2 separate regions of the Hordeum vulgare genome follow, and region 1 is linked to region 2. Evidence: chromatin contacts called from public Hi-C data. All regions are on one chromosome and are shown on one strand. Each heading gives the region's core, a stretch centred on a gene start, on an enhancer-like site or on the middle of the called end of the contact. The rest is flanking DNA. Distances are from core to core; before and after follow the strand shown.

What was found. A called contact is a pair of places that touch in the nucleus more often than the background predicts.
Region 1: a Hi-C map of leaf shows a contact between it and region 2, with 2.3 times the contacts expected there. The contact joins the promoter of LOC123440350 here to the promoter of LOC123440349 in region 2. A contact is called at or near these places in 2 of 6 Hi-C or Micro-C datasets (both in leaf).

What each region holds. Positions count from the first base shown.
Region 1 is chr3H:513,956,477-513,963,183 of MorexV3_pseudomolecules_assembly, forward strand. LOC123440350 (salicylic acid-binding protein 2-like) reads left to right here and starts at 4,171. Exons shown (of 2, transcript XM_045116922.1): 1 at 4,171-4,793; 2 at 4,897-5,409. The coding sequence starts at 4,272. The coding sequence ends at 5,181.
Region 2 is chr3H:513,737,058-513,744,643 of MorexV3_pseudomolecules_assembly, forward strand. LOC123440349 (peroxidase 56-like) reads right to left here and starts at 5,403. Exons shown (of 3, transcript XM_045116921.1): 1 at 4,741-5,403; 2 at 4,470-4,658; 3 at 3,524-4,375. The coding sequence starts at 4,971. The coding sequence ends at 3,788.

The DNA.
Region 1 (6,707 bases), core at 2,921-5,420, 220 kb after region 2:
CATGCATGTGAACGTAACCTATAAAAATGGATAGATCTTACCTTGATCTATCTTCTGTTCAACTACAACATGTTTGAAATTCAACTCTAAAGCATCATAAATCGTGACTCCAAGAGAAAAGAGGAGAGCTGTGTGTGTGTGTTCTTCAAACAGAAGAGAAGAGAGCCAGGCGGAAGAGAAGAGAGCTAGAGAGGAGGAGGCAGAGCCCGCAACAGCAGGAGCAGCTGGTATATAAAGAGCAAGAACACCTATTGTCGGTAGAACGGGTCAAAAATACATTGTATCTCCACCGCATCAACAGTTCAAGGCTGTCTGCCTCACTCGCAGCAGCATCTCAGCCTCGCTTCACGCGCCATCCCAGCTTCGCTTCCAGCACCGTCTCACATCACAATCGGCGCGTGATGAAATAGTGCCGGCCACCTCGGCTGGTGGCGGCAGGGACTCACCTTTATCCATTTCCGTCACGGGATAACACATGCAACGGCATTCTTGGTCGGCCGCCTGGCCTGATGGTGACAAGCTCCAACCGCCTCGACCGATGGCGGCAGGTTCATCTCGCGCGCCTGTCGTCAGGATCGCACATGATCTTTTTTCGCAATGCATTGTGCTGATGATCTTTTTCGGCAATTCGACTGAGCTAATGATTCTTTTGAACAAAAAATTCGCATCTGTGTAACTTGTTCTACGAGAAGAACCAGATCTGTATAGGAGTTGGTGCATACCTGGAGGCTCCAGTTCTTTTGTGTACACGCTCTGAACGAGTGCCGTATTCTAAATTTGGACATCCCTGCACCCTCGTGGTCGTGGATGCCAACTATAGTCTCTGGGAGAGGCATAAAAGAATTCAAAATCTTATACCCATGAGGAGCGGATATGCTCGAGCCTTTATACTAAGAAGTAAGAACGAGGGTTGACATCTTGATGTTCTCTAGGGATTACTATCTTTCACCATCACCGAATCTCCAGCTTGTTTTTCTCGGCCAAAGGCAGGAGCTAATGTTTTTCTTTTTCTTTTTGGCCGGTAGGAGCTAATATAATGTAAATAACTTGACAGTTGAGATCAATCACAAGAACCATGATATTGCTTGTTTGATTGATCTATTGAAACACCTGGGACGTGGTGCTCTGTTTGGTTTGCATTTAAACAACATATACTCTATCCATTCCTAAATATAAATTATTTTAAAGGTTTCACTAAAAGACTACATAGGAATATATATAGACAGATTCTATATCATATGTTCACTCATCTTGTTCCGTATGTAGTCTTTTAATAAAATCTTTAAAAATAATATTTAAAAACAAAGAGAGTAATTTTCATGGTAAAGAAAGGAAAAGATCTTCTGTTGTTGCAACTTGCACGGACAGTTGTCTCTAGAGCAGCGTTTTATAGTGGCCCCGGCGAATAGTTAACGATGATTGTCTTTGACTAATCCTGCCGTCAACGTCTCCCAGATTTCCACAATAATTCAACTTCTATCAAACCGTTGCACATGTGCACATCGCGTTGTATCGACGATGTTAGCTCTGTCGAATTTCTCATTGCAACTTTCAAAAAATAGTAAAACCCCATTTTAGGATTTTTGCAATGCAAAGGGGCTGATAATACCTCGATCAGCAAGAAACTATTCGGTAGCCAGAAAATATCCGTTACCACTCCCAAGCGAACATAGTCAACTACTGCATAGTAAATTACGAGGATGTCATGGTATTTTCATTTTTTGGGAATGTTGTATCTTGTACTAAAAAGTTAATCGCCACTAACATATTTTTCTAGCATGCAAGCATGCCTCATCAACATACAAACATGCATGTAAAAAAATCAATCTCAACATGCAACTATGAGTAAGAAAACTCACCTGATCAACATGCAAACATGCATAAGTATTTTTATTCTATTGTGATATTTGTATTTAACAAATACTTACAACTATAGAATAATCAAACACAGTAAATCATATGTATTCTCAGTTATTCATGTTCTTTATATCCAAATATCATTTAAATATATTACAAACATTCCAGCAACAACGTGTGGTGATTCTTCTAGATTGATATTGAACTAAGTATTTAATAGCGAAAATATTTTTTAAGGAGAAAATAATGGATGTAATATTACTAGATGTCAATTTTGTATATATATATATATATATATATATATATATATATATATATATATATATATATAATTGAATCTTACACACTAAATGTTTCAATGTCACAAAATAAAAAGCATTAAATCCTAAAAGCACATCTCCAAATAATTACTAAACTTGTATTGTTTGTAGCGTAGTTTGTGAGCATCAATTATATGTACTAACTTTGCATGGAAATATAAATGTTATTATATTTTTTCGTTGAAAAACATGTTGTCCTATTAACTAGACAAATGCAACAAACACCCTTGAAAAATAAAGATATTATATAAAAATCGCGGAGCTGGCTTTTTTCTCTCTCCCAAACGGGTCGATGGTGCGCCCCGCAACCTCTTCATTGCTCGATGTTGATGTATAAGTGTGCAATCCTCCTTTTTCTATTAGCATGAGTTTTGGGTTAAATGGCTGGTGCCTGCAATTCTACTATGTATCAGAGCCATGACTAGGTTAATAAAAATGAAAAAGGTGTAGCTCTTGGTTATCAAAATAAGTTATCTTCTAGAATAAGTTGGATAGGGTCAGTTTATTTTGACACCCTCGCATTGAACTGACTTATGCATGAAATTCTACATGCGAGGCTGATAGTTGCTACCTTATATCGACTATGTACGTGTGATGCATGTTAATATTAGGCAAGATATTACTGTATTGCACATCATAATACTACGTGGCATTGGTTAGATATAATTACTAGGAAGTGCATTGGTTTAAAAACACCCAAATGATAACGCCCAATGTGTGGCATGTTTGCACACTTCATCCACATGCATCAATCCATATTGAATCTGTTTTGCACAAATTCTAAAGAAATTTGTCAAAATTTCAGTGTCATTTAGGCATCATCGTATGTATGGACGTTGGAGAGTTCACTCACACGACCCATAAGGCGTGGTTGCCAGTTGCGCCGTGTAGGCGAACCAGTTTCTGTCCATATAATCACGACCTAGCCCATGCACGTGTGGGCAAACTGTTCTTCGCTCACACGATGCTCGTATGTTGCTAGATGACAACAACAGTTGCGCGTATGTGGCAACTAGGTAAACACACATGATAATTATGATTCATTGCTAGATGTCAACTACAGTTGCGCGTATGTGGCATCCAGGTGAACACACATGGCAACTATGATTAACCATACATGGAAACTACGGTTGAACCACACGTGACAACTAGATAAACACACATGACAACTATCCCTGTATAACTAAAGTATCATCGCACGGATAACTATAATTAATCAAAACAGAGAAAGTTGTCATACTTTTACAACTACATTTGTCCTTCCGGGGAACTAAAGTTGTCGTCCTTGGGGTAACCAAATGGTCATCACGTGGGTAACTAACGTAGCTGCGCTAGGACATGTGGGAAGATTTCACACGCACGGAGTGAGGATGAGTAGTACTTGTTGGATGTGTGACGCGAAGTAGCTGCGCCCACACGTACGTGTAAGTAGTTCTTATGCTCACCCACATACGGCGTGTGTGGGCTGCCTCCTGCGTATTCCACACATGGTGTGTGGGTGAATGTCTAATATGTCGCACTTGTGGTGAATATCGAGACCCTAAAAATAAGATCATCTCCAATGTACTTCCTCCGTTCCAAAATAAGTGTCGCTTCTTTAGTACAAAAATTATACTAACTTAGTACGTCATCCGTTCCTAAATATAAGTATTTATAAAAAAATTAATAGGGGACTACATACGAAGCAAAATGAATGAATCTACACTCTGAAATATGTCTATATAGATGTGTATGTAGTCTTCTGATGAAACTTTTAAAAAGATTTGTATTTAGAAACAGAGGAAATACTAAATTTACAACACTTATTTTGAGACGGATGGAGTACATGTCATATCTAAGATCTCTTCTAGTACTTTTTTAAAAGTGGATCCCCTCTCGCTTCATTTTGCCTTTGACTTCACATACATGGTTATTCATGCTTATCCTCGCTAGCTAATAAGCTCCATAAACTCCTTCCACTTGGTTCTTCCGGTCCATGTCAGTTTGGCAATCCAAACCTTCGAGAGCGGCTATATAAATCCCACAGAGTCCCATTGCGTAGACATCGGAGCCACAGCTAGCTCAAGCACAGAAAAACAGTCACAAACCACACACATGCACATGAAGGCTTCCGCAGGCCAAGATTGCAGCAAGCACATCGTTCTGGTGCACGGCGCATGCCTCGGCGGCTGGTCCTGGTTCAAGGTGGCGACGCGGCTCAGGTCGGCCGGGCACCGCGTCAGCACGCCCGACCTGGCTGCGTCGGGCGTCGATCCCACGCCTCTGCGCGAGGTGCCGACGTTCCGCGACTACACCAAGCCGCTGCTGGACCTCCTCGAGTCCCTCCCGCCCGGCGAGACGGTGGTGCTCGTCGGCCACAGCCTCGGCGGCGTGAACGTCGCCCTCGCCTGCGAGCTGTTCCCGGAGAGGATCGCCGCCGCGGTGTTCGTCTCCGCCTTCATGCCGGACCACAGCTCGCCGCCGTCGTACGTGCTTGAAAAGTTCGTGGAGGGGAGAACGCTGGACTGGATGGACACGGAGTTTAGGCCTCAAGATCCCGAGGGCAAGCTGCCCACTTCCATGCTGTTCGGGCCGCTGGTCACGCGAGCAAAGTTCTTCCAGCTGTGCTCGCCGGAGGTACGTACTGTTATTACCTGCGCATGCACATTTTATTCTACTCAATCAGCTTGAATATCGATCGAGATTCTAACGTTGTATGTCGGAATCATATGGCTGGCAGGACCTGACGCTGGGAAGATCCCTGATGAGGGTCAGCTCGATGTTCGTGGACGACCTGAGGCTGCAGCCGCCATACACCGAGGCCCGCTACGGGTCGGTGCGCAAGGCGTACGTCGTGTTCAAGGACGATCACGCCATCGTCGAGGGGTTCCAGCGGTGGATGGTGCAGAACTACCCCGTGGATGAGGTGAAGGAAATCGACGGGGCGGACCACATGGCGTTGCTCTCGACGCCGACCGAGCTGGCGCGCTGTCTCGCTGACATCGCCGTCAAGTATGCTGCTTGACTTCCTCGCAGAAAAATAAAACACGTATGCTCCTACTTGACGATGGTGCCGCGCACGTTGCCTTGATGGTCTGTCCATCTGTTTACCTTTGGTACCCTGTCGTTGTCGGCATTTGTGATTTTCTACTGCGCTGTTGTTACCTACCTTCATGGTTTGTCCCTTCGTTATGTTTCAGAGACTTCTATTGTACTCTATTCATGAAAAAAATTCAGACAGATGATGTTTCAACATCGTATCGTGGTGCATATGTATCTTGTCGCTATTATAATACTAGCAAAAGGGCCCGTGCGTTGCAACGGGAGAAAAAAATACCACACGCTTTTAATCTTTTTATAATCATTTTAATTTATTAAAATAATAAGCTAACTAACTAATGTTGTCAGTCCTATCCTATTTTGTTGAAAAATCAACCCGTCCATTGTTGATTCCACCATAATGAGAAATTGAGCGGGACAAGCAAAGCAAAACAAAGAGGCTATGTGAATTGATCAATGGACTGTTATCTTATTTCACTCATGGTGTAGAGAATGTGAGATCAGATGACAAACTGAAGATGGTGTCCATTCTCTGTCTCTACAACAATACAATCTTACATTCAATACATTCATTCATCAGCAAACAAATCCCCACAAAACAAAATTTCTTGCCAGTGCTTGACACACGGTTGGAGGCATGGGGAGGGGATCTCACCAGATGATGAGTTCCTGCCGGAGGAGGGGATACGATGATGGGAGCAAGGGTTAGGCGCCTCTATCTGGCCATAAGGAGTCGTCGTTGCCGCGCCATAACCTCGGAGTTCCCCGTGTGAGCCATGAAGGCCCGCCTCCACCTGCAAGTACTTCGCTCCGCCTCGCCTTATCTGGCCATCCGCAGTCACTGTAGCTGTCGCGTTGATTTGATCCAAAAGTTGTGCTCGAGCGCCGAAACGGGGGCAGCAAGCGGGCAGAGGTACGGCCGCGGAGGTGGGTGGGTTGAGATCGACAACAGTGGTGGTTGAGGTCGGCCGCGGCGGCGAGTGGTGTGGCAGCGGCCTGGGCACATGCCAGGGTGGACCAGGGTCGACGCGATGCGCTCGAGCGCCGTAACAGGGGCAGTGAGCGGGGATAGGTACGGCCGCGGAGCCGGGTGGGTTGTGATCGGCAGCGCTGGCGGTTGAGGTTGGCCGCGACGGCGAGTGGTGTGGCGGCGGCCTGGGCACAGGCCAGGATGGCCCAGGGTCGACGGGAGGAGGCGATGCGTACGGGTATAATTTTTGCAGCGAATCTTTTTCCTTTTGCGTTGCAGATAAATGATGAAGCACGGGTTGAATAACCAAAATTACAGGGGCTTTTTATAAAAATACCACGATGGGTTTTCCGACGGAAGCAATAGTCGCTTTATTATTAGGTATAGATATAAAATTGAAGATAAATATTGGTGAGCACGTGCATGTAACCTGTGACCGGTGTGGCGCAGGTTGCTTGATGATCTATCTGTTTAACGTCCGGACTTGATCGATACCCTTCATATTCAGTCTAAATATGAGA
Region 2 (7,586 bases), core at 4,153-6,652:
AATGATATTCCTCATGAAGACATTGAGATGAGGAAATCTTCATGAGGAATATTTGACTCTGAAGATTTTGAAGCCTGAAGATTTACTCTTTTTGTTTCAGTTTCTTCATTCTTGAGTCATAGGAACACCGTACTGTTAAAGGGGGTTGAGGTAAAACTATGGAAAGAATTTCCTCATGATTCTCAACCCAAACCTACACCTACCAAATCCTCAAGGTGAGGAACATGATAGACATGAGGACTTTCACAGTTGAAAGTTCCGACCGTTGTCGCGCCACGCGCCACCTGTCCCATAACTTATCCCCCCAACGGTCATATCATTAAGGTCATTTATGTAAAATCATGGCGAGATGCTCCTAGGATATAAATAGCCGCCCCCATAACTTATCAGTAAGGTCATTTATGTCAAATCATGACGGGATGCTCCCAGTAGCTGGTTGGCTACTCCGAGAGAAACAGACACTTGTCATTTAGAGCCACCCAAAATCCTCAAAGCCTTTGAGTGAAAATCATCAAGTGAGGAAATACCCCAAACACCCAAACCCAAACCAAAACCGAAGTGATTGAGCATCACTGAAGAAGTTATTCCTGTGTGGAACCGATGTTTGTTACCTTTCAGGACTGTGCATCCTCCAGACAGCTAGGCGTCATGGTCTTGAGCATCCAGTAATCAATTCTGGATCGCCGGGTGACTGAGTTTGTGAGGGTTTGGAAGTTTGTCCTAAAGACTTACCATTAGTGTTGGGCGAGGACTGTGTGTCCTTATCTCAAGGAGAATACGGTAGGCACTGTGTGTCCCGGGACTTTGTGTCCTTTGGTTTTAATACCAAGTCGCTCCAAATGAGACGTAGAACTGTCACAGCAGTTGGAACTGGGTCATCAACAACTGTCTTCATCGACCTACTCGTTCTATTTCCTCAATTTGTTACATTTCCTCAATTGCATGTTGAAGACTTTCATATGTACTCTTTGAAGAATTTGACTGAAGACTTTCTCTGAATTACTCACCCCAAATTCTTCACCTGAGTTATTCTTTACCTGCTCATCTTGTAGTTGTGACATGTGCAAACCGGTTCTCTTAATTCACGCTGAGTATTTTGCTGTAGACGTTTTTGCGTTTCTGACTAAGTACTATTTCCGCTGCACTCAGTTCATAACTGAGGACTTTCCTCACTAGGAATTTCCTCGGTGATGAAATTGTAAAAATCGCCTATTCACCCCCCCCCCCCCTCTAATCGATATAACACACTTTCACAAATATAGATTCTCTTAGTCAAGTACTTGTTCTAAATAAGCTTGCACTGCTTGACCTATTGACATCTACAATCGAACGCTTAATATCCATCCCAAACGTTCAGGTGGTTTGTCGAGGCACAGAAAGGAAACTCAATCGGCTATCCTAGGCCTAACCCAAAATTTTGGGATTATCGGCAACCCTCACATCTAGCTCATATGTAAGGTTGATATGGGACGTTTAGACGCCCCCGTTACGTCGAATTCAGCCAACTATGGTTTACCTCGAGCCCACATATTTTCATCCCTACATGCTCTCTGGATCAAACCCTAACTACTCCACTTCCCTCCATCCCCAAGCTCCTGTCGTGCGAACTCCATCCTTCTTTAACATGGAGGGTAGTGCATTCGAATCCAAGATCTCCCGGTTTGCTTTTTGCTGGGAATGACAAGATCGAGCACTGCCGGGCCGGGACGTAGAGGAGAAGTGTCGTCGCGGTCGGAGATGACAGAGAAGAGGAATTTTTTTAGAAAATAATTCCACCAGGATCTCATCAAAGACGATGGTGGGAGGAAGGCGGGGCTTGAGGGAAGGCGCCACAGGTGGTGGGCGCCGAGGTAGGTGGTGGCGGGAGTGGCCACGGCCTACATGTGGCAGTGTTCATCTCTTATTTTTACCGAGAAGTGGCTTTCATAGAGAAAATTAGACTAGGAGGTTGTGTTTTGAGAAATCAAAATCTTTATTTTTAACAAACCGAATATTTGAGGGATCTATTAGGTATCACTTAATCCCTCAAAAGATAATTTCTCCCTTAAATTAAGCTATCGAGGGCTGTGCTTGAAATAATCTTAGCAATGTATTCATACTTTCTGCAAATGACTAGTTAATCAAGGAAAAATATAGAGTAATTACACCGATGGTGGTAGAACTTGGCTCAAACGATCAGTTTGGTGCTAGAACTTGTGGCATATATTGAACTGGTGCAACAACTTGGCTCAGACATGTAAATACGGTGCAAATCACGTTTGATACGAAAATAAGGGTGATTTGGTGCGTTAGCGTGGCGTGGAGCCTGCTATAAGCGATTGATAGGAAGGAAGGAATGCGTGTGGCCTTTTTTGTGAAAACCCCCTTGATTTTTTTCATTTTTCATAAAAAACACCATGAACTCGTAAGAAGGCATTTTATTTTTCCCGCTTGTATGACACATGAGGCCCAACTATCAGTATGGAAATACTAAACGGGAATAAGACAGCCTCAACGGGGCGAACTCGCAACCAACAGGTGGAATGCTGCCAAAGTTAACCACTCCACCACTCACACTAGTTTGCACAATATCGATGACTCGTCTTCATGTAGTATAAACTCAACACATGTGAGGCTTAAATGGGTTGCATATAGTGCCGTCCATTTTGCACGCACTAGTTTTTTTAAGATATTTGTAAAACATATGGGAAAAATAATGTTCAAATATATATGTGTTATAAATATATATATTTGTATGGATATAAATAGTACACATAAAAACGGTGATTAGTAAATAAAAACATTTAAATGTGCACCCATGTATTATATAAAAATATTTAGTAAATACAGCCATTTCAATTTTTCTTAAATAAAAATGTTTAAATATTTAAATACAAAAAATATACACTTGCAGCTTATATGTAAATTATACAAAATGATGAATACAAACATTTCCTAAATATCCACTTGTGTATAGTTTCAACTGATTTGAAAATTTTGTGTGTATAATTATTGATTTTTTAATTATATAAACATTTTTATTTGTATGTATATAATTGTATTATACAAATATTTTGATTATAAATTATAAATTACGAATATTCATATTTGTTATTATAAAAACATTGTAGTTCTTTATATATAGTATTTTAAATGTTGAACGAATGTTGAATGAATGCATTACAGGTGGGGTGGCTAGGACCATCTATATGCTAGTTAGAGGTCGCTGGTTCGTGGCGCGGAGCACTATTTTTCTTAATAAATTCAAAAAAGTAAATGAGATTCGACCGCACCAAAGAACATCAGGAGCCTTTTTGTGATTTAAAAAAACTCAAGGTGATTTTCGTAAAATACTGGTCACATGTCGCCTCCTTGCCATCGAGTCATTGACGACGGATCCCACGCCACGCTGGCATGCCTAGTCAGCGGTTTGGATGTACATAATCAGGATTTGCATCGTATTTGTACATTTGAGCCAAGTTATTGCACTTGTTCTATATATGCTACAACTTCTATCACCAAATTGATCCTTTGCGTCCAGTTCTAACACGACCAGTGTAATTGACTCAAAAAAAATATAATTACAGCTCGCTAAATCTCAAAGGGCATTCGGTGTAAAGAACAAAGAGACGACTTTTTACATACAAACACAGGAAGATTCGCCGCGTGGCGGTGTCAATTCTCTAACCACCCCTAGAATAATGCAAGTGCCTTGCGGCTGGCGGCCACGCCGGCCGTCGTGACCCCGTCCACATGACGACCGATGGAGGCACTTGCACCAACTCGCATCGACCAACCGCCGGCTCGATTAGTCAACGTACGCGCTGCAGATTTTCCTGATCTCCCCGTCGGCTCCGGTGAGCACCTCCATCCTGCCCATGTTGATCATGGCGGCGGCGTAGTCCCTGAAGTACTCCTCCGTCGACTCCGCCGCCGCCATCCTCGCCACGTAGTCTCTCGTCCACTTGTCGTCGAGCAGCGCCTGGTCGGAGACGAACAGGGCCCTGTTGCTGTACAAGTCCCGGTAGTAGCTGAGGTCGAACTCGTAGGGGCTCTTGGGGTCCATGTCCACCAGCGTTTCGTCCTTCTTGTTGCCTGGCTCGCACCTCTCCCGCAGCTCCGGGGCGTACGCCTTGTCCAGCGTCGGGTCCTGCACCCCTTTGCCGCTGTTGTTGTAGAGCCGGTCCGGCGCGAACGCGGCGCACTGCGCCCTCCCGATCGTGTGGCTCCCTGACAGCACCACGAGGTCCTTCCACGACAGGTTCTTCACGCTGAAGTAGGTCTTTAGGTCCACAATGTTGGCGTTCGGCGGCGCCAGGTCGTTCTCGGCGTCGTAGCATGTCGACACCTTGCCGTCCCGGCGTCCGGTCTCCACCGGGAACCGTGGCCCGTTGGTCTGGAACAAGGAGGCGGTGTTTGGTCAGCTAGAACTAGAAGCAAAGCGTCACAAAATCCATGGAGCCGATGAAAGTGGGGGATTGTTAAATTACCAGGTACACGGCGTCCCGCGCGGCCATGATGATGATGTCTGCGCACGACACGGTGAGCGGGCACTCGTCCTCCAGCTTGGCCTTGATCCTCTCGACCTCGTCGAAGCCGCGGAGGCTGTAGCTCATCGGCATGGCGTCTCTCTCCCCCTTCTTGCTCCTCGATTTCAGCATGATCGACCCGTCGCACCCCTGCAGATCACGCATCCGGCCGGTTAAGCGAAACACATTTACACAGCTCGGGCACGGCAAGGAAAAGCAGCGCAGGACGCACCCTGACGAAGCAGTCGTGGAAGAGAAGCCGGAGCAGCGCCGGGCCGAGGGTCCTGTCCTCGTGGACGATGTGCCGCATCTCCTCGAGCACCAGCTCCTCCGCGGCCGGGCAAGTCTTGTCGTAGAACCCGACGGCGAGCCCGGCGCCGGCGGGATCTGCGTGGCCCGGCACCAGCATGGCGCTCACGACGGCCGCGAGGACCAGCAGCCTGAGGAGCACGTCCAATGCCATCCGGCCGGACCGGAGGAGAAGAGCCGCAGGTCGTGGACGAGGTTGCTTGGTCGTGGCGAGGGGAAGCAGCCCAAGGCCAAGAAACGTTGAAACTATCTCGGTTTCGGGGTCAGCAGGGAACTCGCGGTAGGGGAAGAAGATTAAATTTGCTGGCCGGCGTCGACCGCCCGCGCATGAATTGAAAACACCCGGAATGGCGAGGAAAAAGAAAGAGTTGGAGAGGCACGGGTAGGTTGAAGATCGCTGTCGAGAAGCTCGGAATTCGCAAGTTAGTTAAAAACTGAGGCAGACAATGGCTGTCTGGCTGGCTGGCTGGCTGGGAACGGGAATGGGAACGGGGTGGTGGAGGCTACGCGCAAAGGCGGGGAATATGCAAGCAGAACGGAACAAAAATCCCCCTCGTTTCACGCGGCACATGAGACTGGACTGGACCAGGCGGCGCGAGTGCGCCGAGCAGATAGGCTCCCCGTCTGGACGGCGGTCGTGGGATGGGGGCTTTTGGCTTTTGCACTTGTCAACGCGCGCTGTTCACACACCTCGGCCGACTACCAGACGAGCAGAGCCTCACATTTGTGAACACGCCAGTACGGATTACTACTCTGTGAAGGTAATATTAGCTGACAAAATGAACCGACCGATGCATTTGTAGAGACATGCAAGCATGTAATGGGAAATGAGCTGACCAAATGAACAAATATTCAGGCGCCTAGTACGTCTTAACTGGTCTCTGATGGCTGTGCTGACCAGGGATTGCTGGCGTGTAGCACGGGGGAGGACAGGCTGTGCACAGGCATAAGCTTCCTGGTGGTAAGCTACTCCACCTGCCGGTCATCGTCGTTTACGCAAGCTAGAACTTGTCAAGGTCAAAGTACTGTGTTTAACAGAACCCGATTGTAAAATCAGTCGGCCACCATACTTGATTTGTTCCTTAGTTTATGGACCCTGATATTCATCACACGTGTTGTGTCACAATGAACATCCAATCATACGCCTCGTCCGGTTATATTAGGGTGTGTTCGGTTTGAGGATCAAAAGGCATGAAATGTCATGGTTCCATTCCGGATGCATGAGTTGATTTCATTCTTGTGTTCGGTTGGACATAAAAAATGACATGGGTTGATTTTATCCATGTGTTTGGGTTGGGAGATGAAATGAGAAGAATCTCATTCCACTCACCTCTCCATATGAATGGTGAGATTACTTCTAATATGCTCATATATCTCTCTACATTTGGACAACATATAATTCAAAATTTTGGCAACATTTTCTTTGTATTTTGAACAAGCAATTTAATAGTATATGATCACAAGTCAAACAAATATATAACATTATGTAACAGATTTTCAATACAAATATCATAAGATGCAACAATATCACAAGGTCATCATCGAAAAGAAATATTGTTCATTACAATCCATACATATGGTTCACATACTAGTCATCCAAAATCTCTCTTAATTGAAGTTCAATACAAGTTCATAATGCAAAGTTCATCATCTCACGCTAGTCCATACGAATAAATGCTTCATGTGAAGTTCGTTGTCACATACCTACCCACCCAAATCAACCGGTTAGACTCCCCGAGCGACATGAAAGCTCTTGCTATCTTGGGATTGTCCACAAGATGGGCATAGTAGTGAGCAAGGTATCCTTCAGCAAATCCAATAGTGTCGGAGACAACTTCCCAAAGGTCATCAGGTATAGTATCATCATCTCCACCAGACTTCACAAGAGCTGCAGCTACAAGTTTGAACCCATCTTGAAGAGTTGTCATCAACGGATCATCCTTATTTTCACCACCTTAGCCTTCACTTTTGCTGGTTCATTGGGATTTGAGGACTCACCAACATTTGGTGACATGTTCACCTTACTATTGTCATCATCTTCTATTTCAATGGAAAGGTCATCATTAGCAGACCTTGCAGTCTTCCTTGTAGCACTTTTTTGCAGGGAAATTGTCTCCATGGCGTGGTAGTGCTCAATTGGGGTATTTAAGAAGGCCACATTAGATTTGTGACCCGTTGTGATCCGTTGGGAGGAAAATTGTCTCCAGATGCGAGAGAGAGGGAGAGTGGCGACTGGGAGGAAAGAACAAGAGGTGAGGGATAGGGTTCGGGGCATGAGGGGTGAGAGCGGTGAGGCATTGGTTTCTTTTCATTTTTTTGCGTTGAATCGATTAATAACGAGGCCGTTCCACCGATTCCCACGCATCGCTATATGAAGCATCTGGAGGGAATATACACTGCATGCGGACAATCCGGTTCTGGATACAAACGCAACCGAACACGAGGATGGGCTGCATGGGAATGAATCAACCCATCCGATGACACCTTATCCTCAAATCGAACACACCCTTAGAGAGTGACCCCACAAGATCATATGTGGCAAATACACTGTCCACACGTCCGAACGCAGATATTAGTGCCCACACGCCGGTCCAACAACAGCTACTCATCCACATCCCGCACGTGTGACACGAAGCAATTCCGTCCTAATGTTTTTTGATGACAACTTTAGTTATTCGGGGATAACAACTTTAGTTGCAAAGAACTGTAACTTTCTGTTTGGATGACAAATTTCAAATTTTGGGGGTTTTATTTTTTTCTGGATGGCAA